Linked DNA regions of Mus musculus: region 2 is linked to region 1. Evidence: chromatin contacts called from public HiChIP or PLAC-seq data. All regions are on one chromosome and are shown on one strand. Each heading gives the region's core, a stretch centred on a gene start, on an enhancer-like site or on the middle of the called end of the contact. The rest is flanking DNA. Distances are from core to core; before and after follow the strand shown.

The links. HiChIP or PLAC-seq counts read pairs in DNA pulled down with a chosen protein or histone mark.
Region 2: a contact with region 1 is called in an HNF4G HiChIP or PLAC-seq map of pancreatic cancer cells. The contact joins the promoter of Dclk1 here to the promoter of Rfxap in region 1. A contact is called at or near these places in 5 of 39 promoter capture datasets (the 3T3-L1 cell line, cranial neural crest, hippocampal neurons and 2 more), 1 of 484 Hi-C or Micro-C datasets (cerebellar granule neurons) and 1 of 115 datasets of contacts at active chromatin or transcription factors (pancreatic cancer cells).

The regions. Positions count from the first base shown.
Region 1 is chr3:54,803,588-54,809,198 of GRCm38.p6, reverse strand. It overlaps Rfxap (regulatory factor X-associated protein), which reads left to right and starts at 1,408. Exons shown (of 3, transcript NM_133231.2): 1 at 1,408-2,000; 2 at 3,732-3,839; 3 at 4,624-5,611. The coding sequence starts at 1,524. The coding sequence ends at 4,734.
Region 2 is chr3:55,237,739-55,243,649 of GRCm38.p6, reverse strand. It overlaps Dclk1 (doublecortin-like kinase 1), which reads right to left and starts at 1,286. Exons shown (of 17, transcript NM_001195538.2): 1 at 899-1,286.

The DNA.
Region 1 (5,611 bases), core at 159-2,658:
GCAAGCTACATTTGATGAGTAGTTAACATCAGAATGTCTGCTGGTGAGATGGCTCAGTGGGTAAGAGCACCCGACGGCTCTTCCAAAGGTACCACATAGTGGCTCACAACCATCCGTAAGGAGATCTGACTCCCTCTTCTGGAGTGTCTGAGGACAGCTACAGTGTACTTGCATATAATAAATAAATAAACAAACAAATAAAGAATTCAAACAAAGGCTGGGCGTGGTGGCGCACGCCTTTAATCCCAGCACTGGGAAGGCAGAGGCAGGTGGATTTCTGAGTGGATTTCTGAGTTCGAGGCCAGCCTGGTCTACAGAGTGAGTTCCAGCACAGCCAGGGCTATACAGAGAAACCCTGTCTGTCTCAAAAAAACAAAAACAAACAAAAAAGAAAGAAAAGAATTCAAACAAACGTAATAAAAATAAGTAATAACAATAATAATAACCTAATAATCCTATTGAAATGGGCGATGTAGTTGGTTCACAAAGGAAAGCATGCAAAGACCAACAGGTGTATGTAATATACATCCCTAATCCTGAAGAACAGTGTTATCTATCTCATCCCAGATGAAACGGTTATTATCAGAGATAAGATATCTATCGAGCACTGGCGGGGGTTGGGGGAATACGGGAAAAGGGACCTCTCCTACACTGCTAGTGTGAACGCCAACCCGAGCACCCACTATGGAAGACAGAGAGCAGCTTGTGGGGAAAATAAAAACAGAACTGTCACATGAGTCAACAATCTCATTACTGGGAATGTCAGAAAAGGCAGGAGCGTCCGCACTGGGTAGAAACCCTAAGGCGAACCAGAGCTTGTGAGCAAGCTTTCCTCCATGTCCCCATGGGACTTGACTGGGATGCATTAGCCAAATAAACCGTTTCCTCCTCGAGTTGTTTCAAACTCCTCTTCAGGCCTCTCGGGAACCTAATCTATCCAGAGACGTTCCAGGAGAGACGCGTTTTGAACCCGTCAGGGAGGATGGGTCCAGGCAGAAAGTGTCTCCTGGCCGTCCTCCAGTCTCCATTCTCCAGTCTTTCCAACTGGTGAGCGCCAGGCGAGCGGAGGACAGCTGCGCATGCGCAATCGGGACTTCTGTCAGCCGCTCCGCCCCGCCTGGAAGGAGACAGGGTTTCTCTGTGTAGCCCTGGCTGTCCTGGAACTCACTTTGTAGACCAGGCTGGCCTCGAACTCAGAAATTTGCCTGCCTCTGCCTCCCGAGTGCTGGGATTAAAGGCATGCGCCACCACGACCGGCTGTCAGCCGGGTTCTTGGTCAGCCTGCACCTAGGAATCGCTTGCGGATGGCCGCCGCGCAGGCGCAGTCGGTTCTGTCTCGCACCTGCTCAACCCCGCCCCTCTCGCCGTTCCCAAGCAGAGGCTCGCGGACCGCTACGGCGCACGCGCAGTGCAGTGCTGGCGGTTCGGCTCCGGGACGTGCGGCGGGCTGCCGCTTGTCGAGTACGGTTGTGTTTCTCAAGAGCTGACGGGCCGCGGTGGCGGACCCGGGCTCGGGCGGCAGCACGGAGGCGCAGGCTGTGCCCGAGGGCTCGGGGCCGAGCACCGCCAGTCCCCGGACGGCCCCTCCGGTGACGGTGCTGGTGATGCGGCAGGACGAGGCCGAGGCGGACGGCGCTCTGAGGCCGGGCCTGGCGGGGAGTGAGGCGGCGGCAGACGCCGAGGACGAGGCGGGGGACGACGACGCCGACCTGCTGGACACATCGGACCCGGCGGGCGGCGGCGAGAGTGCGGCCAGCCCGGAGGAGCTGGAGGACGAGGACGCGGAGGGTGGCGGCGCAGCGCGCAGGCGAGGCTCCAAGACCTGCACGTACGAGGGCTGCCGCGAGACCACCAGCCAGGTGGCCAAGCAGCGCAAGCCCTGGATGTGCAAGAAGCACCGCAACAAGATGTACAAGGACAAGTACAAGAAGAAGAAGAGCGACCAGGCACTGGGCTCTGGCGGCCCGTCCGCGGCCAGCACAGGCAACGTCAAACTGGAGGTATGCTTGCTCCTCGGGGCCCCGGGGCCAGGGCAGATGGGTGCCAACCTACTTGGTACACACTCAGGGTCTCCCCAAGGGCTCATCCTCTGCTCCAGCTGACATGGGCACTTTGGAGGTGATCTACACCTCTCCTTAGTAAACCCTTCCCAGTGTCTACCCCGAGGCATCCGGCACATTGACACACCCTGTTGGTTTTCTGTAACTTTGGTGACTTTGTTTTTTTTTCTTAGACTCCCTGGCCCCTGAGAAAAGTTGGATTGACAGTGGGGTAGTAACTTACAGCACACATGGGCGTTGCTCGGTTGCTTGATTCAAGTCAAGCTTGGAAGAGAGACGCCAGTGCCCTGCAATTGGGCTTCTGCTGCTAGCTGTCTGTATTTAGGTCCATTATTCATCTCCCTTAAGTCTCGGCTCCCTCGTCTTTTGCCCTTAAGATAATGCCCAATTAGTGTTTCTTCGGATTTATTTTGGTTAGGTGAAAATTATAAGTGGTGTGCATTTCAGCTCAGACCCAGCAAAGTCCACCTAAGTATTAGAGCTGTTTAAAAAACAAAACAAAACCCGTAAAAAGTAGAAAGACTCCTTACCACAGAAGTTCCTTTTGAAGGGGAACTTCTAACATTTGTGGAAGTTTGGCCTAGATGACTCAAAATTATTGCTACTATAAACGTCTGATTTTTGTGGTATTAGCATTATCCTACCTACACAGTGCAAGGCCTGGAGTTGTGAAGACATAAGGTTCTCTACAGTCAAGTCAGCTATAGCATTCCATGTACTGTGTATGTAAAGGAAGCGGTCCTATAAATAGGGTAACTGGGGAGAGTTAGAAGAAGAAAAAAATCTTCGCTTTTGTGATACTAGAATCCTCTTTTAGAGTTTTTAATATTTTGAGACCTAAAACATGTATGTATGGAAACCTTCTTATAACAAAAGTTTGCTAAGCATCTCACGATAAAGGTGCGACGCGGATGTTTTAATAGACAACTCGGAAGCCAGTAGATAAAAGGCCAAAGCTTTCCCAGAGGCAGAGTGTTTCACTTAACTTCAGCAGCATTCTTTTATGTGAGGAGAAGTTCAGTGTTTAGATTCATTCATATATGGGATTAAGCATTACTAATTTGAAATGGGATTCAGTGTCTCGGGGACAGGTTGCTGTTGCAGAATTTGCCTGTTGGCTCTGTAGTGGTGGCCTCTTAGCTGTGATTTCTAGCCCCTTCCACCCAGTTTACTCTGAAAGCTGTTTGCTTCTGTAACCAGTATTTTACTGCCTCTCTCTTCTTGTGGGTGTGAATCAGGTATGAATCCAGTATCTCATTAGCAGTAGATTGCCTCTGAGTTAATTTATTTTGTCCAAAAGCAGGCAGACTGTTTGGACTAAAGATTGCTCCGTGTGAGATTTCGGTGTCACTTGTCATTCTCTTGCAACAGTGAAAACAGGCCACAGGTATTTAAACTTCCCCTCTGCCCAAATAGCTTCAGTTTGAGACCTTGCAAGAGACTGCAGATCCTAGATTGGGAAGCCTGCAGGGAGGAGGGTGCCTGCAGGGAGGAGGGCATTTACTTAGAAATGACTGCCAGTACCTGTGACTTATCTACAGGCCTTCCTAAAGTTCCACAGAACCTGAACCTAAAAAAGGAGAAAGATCAAAGAGAGAGATGTTCATTATCACTGAAATACCTGCTGTTGTGGATTACAACACCGTATTAAATGTTTATCTTTGATCCCAGGAAAGCACAGACAACATACTCTCCATTGTCAAACAGAGAACAGGATCCTTTGGTGATCGCCCTGCAAGACCTACTCTTCTAGAGCAAGTGTTAAATCAGAAAAGACTGGTAAGTGCTTGTTGAGTGGTTGTAGATCTGTTAGTGAAAACCGCTTGTTTTCAGTGGAACTGTTTTTCCAGAACTGCATTGTGTCACTGGACACAATGAACCTCACACCCTACCCCTCCTACCCCTTCCTGGACTGCAGTGGAAGGAACACCTTTAGCCCTGTTTTCTTCACTGACTGACCTTTGACTGAGCAAGATGAGATTTTTAAAACAGACTCTAAGTACACGGAATAGTACTGTAAAGGCACTGAGATACAACTACTAATAGTTTATAAGGGTCTCTAATATACAACTGATAGAAATTACCAAAAGTCAATCGGGAAAGGGGCAACTGTTTTATAAGATATTGGAATATTTGGATGGTAATTTGAAGAAGAGAGAGAGACTTTAACTCATGATATACTTTATATGTAAGTTTTTTGGCAGAATATTAGATTTTTTAAAATTAATTTAGATTTTATCTCAAACTTCTACAATGAGGTTTTATTATATTAAAGAATCACAAAGAAAAGATTTTAACTTTGACAATACAAGAATGTAAACAAAGACAATGCTAATTTTCAACTTATTTTATTGGAGAAATAAGTACATCAGATATAAAAGGCTGGTCAGCATGGCTGATACTTTGTTATAAAAGCATCCCCACACTTGAAAGACTTGGGCAGACCAGGAGCATTGCTGTGAGCTCAAAGCCTGCCTGTCTATGGTGTATGACCTGTTCTTAAACCAAAAACAGATAGAGCATTTTATTAATAACCCTTTTCCAAAACTCTTTTCTTTTTAAGTCATTACTAAGAAGTCCAGAAGTTGTCCAGTTTTTACAGAAGCAGCAGCAGCTACTAAATCAGCAAGTTTTGGAGCAAAGACAGCAGCATTTCCCAGGAGCGCCAGTGTGAGGCTTACGGAGGCTTCTGCGCGCTACCTTACTGCGATGCATGGGTGCTTTCAGCCTAAGACAGTGCTGGTAATCAGACATTGGGGGCACACCTGGAACCCCTGAACTTGGAAAACTGAGCCAAGAGGATCCCAAGTTCAAAGCCAGCCTGGGCTACATAGCAAGTTCCTGTCTCAAAAGAGAGAGCGAGAGCGAGAGAGAGAGAGAGAAACTACTTTCTGTAAATGTGTGTGTACATTTGAGAATAAATAAATATTGAATTTTTGCATTTAATTGTTTCATATCACTGTGAGTTTGGAAAAAAACACCTTTATAGTGTTTACTGTTTTTCTTCAGTTATGCCTACTGAAGCGAATGAGCCAGTTGCTTTCTGTGGAAGTCATAAAGTAACAGTAATATCAATCACCCAGGGCTGCGATTCTCACCAAGAGGCCCTGGAAAGGACTGGTATGTTTTGGGCTGCCACAGTGACCTTGACCTAGCGAGGCTGTAGTGAGGGTCAGAAATCGTAACCTTCTGCAGTCTGTGGTATTCCACCAGCTAAATGTTCCCTTGCCGTCAGTGCGTCTCCGCTGCATCGATAACCTGCGGCCAGCTCAAGGTCAGGTGCTTGGAGTAACCTTTCTGTGTAGTTCAGGTGGAGCTCTGAAAGCTAAGCATCTTTATACCTGTGAGGAAAGTGGTCACTGATCTGTCTCTTCATGTAACTGGAGAAAGAGAGGACACTAAAGTTGGTGCCTCCAGGGTTGGGGGTCACTCTCCTTTAAAGCAGGTTGTCTCCTCAGTTGATTTTGTGAACAGTTCAGATGTACTCAGCCCACCAAGGCCAGGACAGGGTTGGTTTGCTTATAGTCATTCTCCATAAAGGAGACCCTGAA
Region 2 (5,911 bases), core at 37-2,536, 430 kb before region 1:
AAAACGCTGCCCTACTTTCCTTTCCCATTGAAAGGCGATATATTTAGGAACAGTCATGACACGGTCGTTCCCCACCCCCCCCCCGCCCCCTTCGGAACACCCTGCAGTGTGGCAGCTGAGCGCGCGTGCACAGTAACCTGGGCACACATTCACAGGTGCAGTCAGAGAGGGAGCCCTGTTTGAATGAAATCTTCTTGTTACTTCTCTCACCCACAAGGATTTCCTTGCCAAATCCAGTGGCGATGCCTCAGAAACCTGATTTTCAAAAGCAGCCTCTTTTGTGGGGCAATGCGGCGCTGTGTGTGCGCTCCCCCTAGGAGGAAAATGTCTTTTCCTCTCTGCATGCTTTTAGCACTGCAGGTACTAATTCGTACACAAGGCTTCCTGGCTGTCCCCAGAGGAACTTGAGACCATGCAAAAAGGTACTTGCAACGCCTACACTGCAGCCCCCATCACCAGGCACATGCCACCCTCCTGGGCACTCGGGAAAGCATGCACACAATAAGAGGCCAGGCCCAGCCACTCCTTCCTTGCCCACTTGGTCCTAGCTCCACAGTCAATCCTGACAATGACAAGCGCCTCTCCCAGCTCCTCCGCGGCTCTCTATCTCCAACAACAAGGGGATGGAAAGCCTTGGAGGGCCCAACCCGCCAGACTCCCTATTTAAAGCCGGTGGCACCAGACAAAAGAGGCAGGAGCCAGCAACCCTGGGGCCGCGGGCACACAACGCTTCCTGGCCGGACCAAACTAGCCAGCCCAGAGCAGCCGTCTTTCGAGGAACGGCGGGCGGGGCGGCTGCTGCCCAGTGGGGTCCATCCTGGCCAGGGCTTCCAGGGCTGCGGTCAGACGGCACCACGGGGCCTGCCCGCACCTTCCCCAGCCCAGGCAAAGCACGCACCGGTCGCGGGTGGAGGCTGGGTTGTCTGTGGCCGGCTGCTGGAGCTGTCCTCGCCGGGCTGGGCGCGGCTGGGGCTGCGGAGCACGAGCGTCTGGAAGCTGCGACCGCTAGTGCACTGATGCGCTGGAGCTGGTCCTCATTGAAATGCGGTTCTCCGCTCAGCCTCACTCCAGCCTCTCTCCCGAGGAGGGCGGTGGCGCGCAAGCTTTTCTTGTGTCTCACTCGCTCACATGCCCTCCCTTCTCCCTCCTTCTCCTGCTCCGCCCTCCGCCCTCCTTGGCAGGGCGCGCCCACCGTGGCTGAGTCCAGGGTCCTCCCTCCTCTAGCCAGGCTTCTGGTTGCAATGGTCTTGGTAATCTGGATTGCCTGGACACCCCTCCGCTCCCAAGCCTCCCCAGTCGCTAGAAGGACTTGCCAGAGGATGGGGGCAGATTGGTTGGTGGCTCAGGGAACTGAGAAAGAATATCGATAGAGATGAATCTGAAGCAGGTCATGTGCTGGGCAGAGAAGTGGTCCAGTATTGAGGTCGCCTTCATCAAAGGAGACCAGAGGAACTCACCCACCTACCCACACACCCCTACATCTTTTCATTTGGCATTGTGGTTTGACACGCCCTTCCCAGGAATAGGGAAGCCAGTAGGATTGCCCCTCAAAACTGCTTTTTCTGAACTGTCCTGGGAGACCAGATCTGGACCCTTCAAACTAAGCAATGTAAAGTAATCCTCAGTCTCCCTACTTGGGGAGGGCCACGTTCCACTCGTCATTCGCGATTGACCCCAAGACATGAGTCACTGTTGAGATGGTGGCCTCCTGCTTAGGGCTTTATTTCACAATAAGCTTTTGATAACTTAAGGCCACACTTAGACTGCTCTTGGAGGCCTCTTGGCTGCAAGACTGGCAGTCTGTCAGGGTGGAAAGTCCCATAAGCTTACACAAGCCTTCCCTCCCCGAACAAGAATGTTCTCAGAACCCAGATGTTCACAGCTTCCACTGGATACAATTCTGGGGACTGGGACCCCATCCCAGGTATCTCTGAAACATTTGCATGGCTCAGTATGCAGCCTAAATATATATATTTAAAAGTCATTAGACAATACATAGACACATGCCAATATATGTATTTGTTTGTCTTACTGACTCTGGGCTGCTCAATAAAAAACACAAAATTAATTTTTTCTGCCCACTGGGTCCAGTTATGTATTTTACTATTTATTGTTACTAAAAGTTATTCTGAAATTCTCCTGAAGTATTCTGTTCATGCTGATTACCCTTTGTTAGAAAATGCAGCCAACTGGGATATGTATTACATATTCAATAAATGATGAGATATCTACTTCTGAGCTACTCAAGAGGCCAGAGATGAGTGTAGAATGCACTCACCAAATTAACTAGATGCAAAGTCCCACGCTCTGCTTCTTCAAATTCTAGTGCAAAAGTAAGGCTCAGAGCTAAGCCAAGAGATGGACACCAAACAAGTCTGTTTCATTGAGACCAGAAATCAAGACCTCCACTTATCTTGCCAGTGAGAAGTCCCCAGTGATTTCTTCCAAGTGTGTGACTAATAGAGATCCTACCTCGAACCTCCCCCCAGTGGACATGCTGTCAAGGTCATTTCATTTTATAAATGACTTATTTATCTCAATTTTATGTGTATGAATGTTTGCCTACATGTATGTATGCATAGCACATGTGTGCAGTGCTCCTGGAGACCAGGAGAGGATGTGGTATCCCCTAGAGCTGGAGTTGCAGGTGTTTGTAAGCCACTGTGTGGGTGCTGGGAACTGAACCCAGGTCCTCTGCAAATGTAACAAGAGCTCCTACCCACTGAGCCATCTCTCCAGCCTCCTCGAGGTAATTTATTAAGCATTTTATATGACTTAACCGTATCTTACCATGGTCCTAGTGTTACAGGGTCTGCTTAAATCCATCATAACTCAAACACCAGGTCAATGAAGAAGACAAAAATGTATTGTAATCAAGTTGCTACTGGTCAATCAGGACCTCAGAAAAGACTCAGGAGCTGAACTGAAGCAAAGAGCCAGAATATCACAGGATATTTAAGCTCACATCTCATAAACACCTACGCCAAGTTATTATTACAGTTTTTCACCAATTAGTATAGGAGTAGGCTCTTGGGTCTGGGAATATTACCTTAGGTTAACCCAGATAGCAAGATGGAGTTGTCCTTGAAATATCTGAATTCAGACAACTGTCTCCTGAGATATTTGGATTCAGACAAGTGTATCCTTTCAATAGAAGCTGTTCAGCTATTGGGAAGTCCCCAGTTCCCCTAGAGCCTAGAACCTTGAATTTAGTTTGCCCCTGTGGTTAAATGGGAGTCTAAAAACAAAATGGCAGTATTTAGAACAAGTTGGGTTTTTGTTTTTTTGTTTGTTTTTTTTTTTTTTTTGAGAATTCCCAACACTAGGGTGTTTACTTGAAAAATGAAAATAATGTAATAAAAGAAACAAGATCATAGATGACTTTTTAAATGGGAATATCTCTAGACATTTTACCTTCTCCTAAAACTACAAGTAACAAGTAAGTGGATGAATGCCCTCAACAATACCATGGCCACCAAGCTATGGCCGTAACGTAGCAGAAAAGCATTCTGGGTAAACCGCACCAGGAACCTGACTAGACGAACGTCCAAAGTTGTCCCAAGGCAGCTTAAGTCTTTAGAGGATACAATTCATATTTTATTCTCTGAGAATTTCATAAAATGTATTTTGATCATATTTACCCCCTGCCCTAATTTCTTCTAAATTGGCCCTCACCTCCCTACTATTCAGCTTCATGTTTTCTTTTAAAACCACTAAGCTGTTATGTAACATCTTCCTTCAAGATTGAAACATCCCATCCTCCAGGAAGCTCCTGAAGCTGGTAGGTAAAGTGACCCAAAATAGCTGCAGAAAGCCCTGAAACCAACCAGATTTACCAACTTCTCCCTGCCAGGGTAATCTAGAACAGCTGAGAGTCCTTCTCAGACGAGACAAGCTGCAAAGAGGACTCTGAGACCAGAGCCCCTGCCAGAAAGAGGTTAGGTCAGGGGCACTTGGAGTGAACATTGTCTACCCAGCTGAGCTGCCTGCAGGCTGTGCAAGGTACTTCGGTTTTCCTACACTTTTTGAGCCCTCACCTATGCTGGGTGAGCCTTGGTGATGCAACTGTCTTTGAGTCATTTCTACTCCTGCAAGTAACCCAATAAAACTCAGTCGGTCACCAAGTTAGACTTTGGAGTATCCATACATTGGTCTGCTGTGGGTTCCCAATCTGGGGTAAGTAGATGTGGGTGTTGTGTCTCCCAAATGTGTCTTGTCACACAACACCAGTCCACTTTGTGTTACCCAGCTACTCTTGGGAATAGGGTCTGCCCTATAATGTCATTTACCTACCAGGGTCACACACAGTTTAAATAACCAAACAAACGAACACTGACTCTTTTCCAGCAGAGGATGCCCCAGATCCCCAGCCAGAGTGGGATTGTTTTGTGCCCACTTCCCTGTATTGGGATTTTTGTCTGTCCTGAGTTTTTCATGGGTCGTGTGCATTCTCCCACAGATCACTGTGAGTTCATGTGGGCAGCCATCATTTTGTGTCCAGAGAACAGTTTCCCTGTAGTATCACCAGCTCTGGCTCTCGGCATCTGTCTACCCTCTCTTCATCACTGGTTCCTATGCCTTAGAGAGATAAATGTGGCAAGTGTATCTGTTACAGGGTCTCGCTATGTAACCTTGTCTGGCCTGAAACTCACATACAGACTAGGATGACCTCAAACTCAGAGAGATCTGCCTGACACCGCCCCCCCTGGAAATGTGCCACCAAGTCTGGCTCAAAACATGTTTTAAATTGGCACTATTCCCCTTTACAAGAAGGAATTGATCCAAAAACTGACTCTGTGTGTGTATATCTGTATCTGTATCTATATCCATATGTATGTATGTATATGTATATGTATATGTATATGTATATGTATATGTATATGTATATGTATATGTATATGTATATGTATATGATGTATATGTATATGTATATGTATGTATGTGTATGTGTATGTGTATGTGTATGTGTATGTGTATGTGTATGTGTATGTGTATGTGTATGTGTATGTGTATATGTATATGTAGTCTGACAAGACACATAACAGGTGTAACCTAAAAGGAAGGAGATTTTTTTTCTTGACTCAAAGTTTCAAGAAATACAGTCTATTGTATTAATAAATGCCAAGACCAGCTCCACTTTCTAAAACTACCCATGTTTTAAAATTCAAGACAGTTTTACCACCACCTTGGTCATTATGTCTATAAGGCAACCCTGAATTCTAGTGTGTTGTGTAATCTCCTCTAGAAAACGCAGCCTTTAAATCAAATAGTTTGTCAGGCTGAAGAGATTGTAGTTAGAGCACTGACTGCTCTCACAGAGGATCCAAGTTTGAATCCCAGCACCTACATGGCAGGTCACAGCCATTTGTAACCCTAGTAACAGGAGCTCCAACTCCTTCTTCTGTCCTCCTGGGTACCAACCACACAAGTTGTACTCATGCATACATGCAGGCAAAACGTCTATACACATAAAATAAGGTAATTTTTAAAAGCTAGTACCTGCTATATAGCTTTCATATACAGTTCAGGCCCCTCTGCCTACACTGGCATCACACAGTGATCTGGGCCCTCATTCACTGATAAACAATCAAGAAACACTCCCCACCCACACAGACTTGCCTATAAGCAATCTATAATTTTCTCTGTTGAGATTCCCTCTTCCCAGATTGAGGTAAGTTGACAGAAAACCAACCCCGACAAGACCTTTCAAAATAATTACTGTAACTACTCATGTATCTCTGGTATAGCAGTTCAAATATGCTAAGGCCCAGGTTACATAAGGTTTTAGATCTTTATAAGAACCCAGGACCCCTTATGAACTAGTAAGCCCTCTGTAACTCAGTTTCCCAGACTTTCCCCCCCGCTTTTCCTAAGAGAAACTTGGCTTCCTGTGGGTGAACTCTTCCCAGCC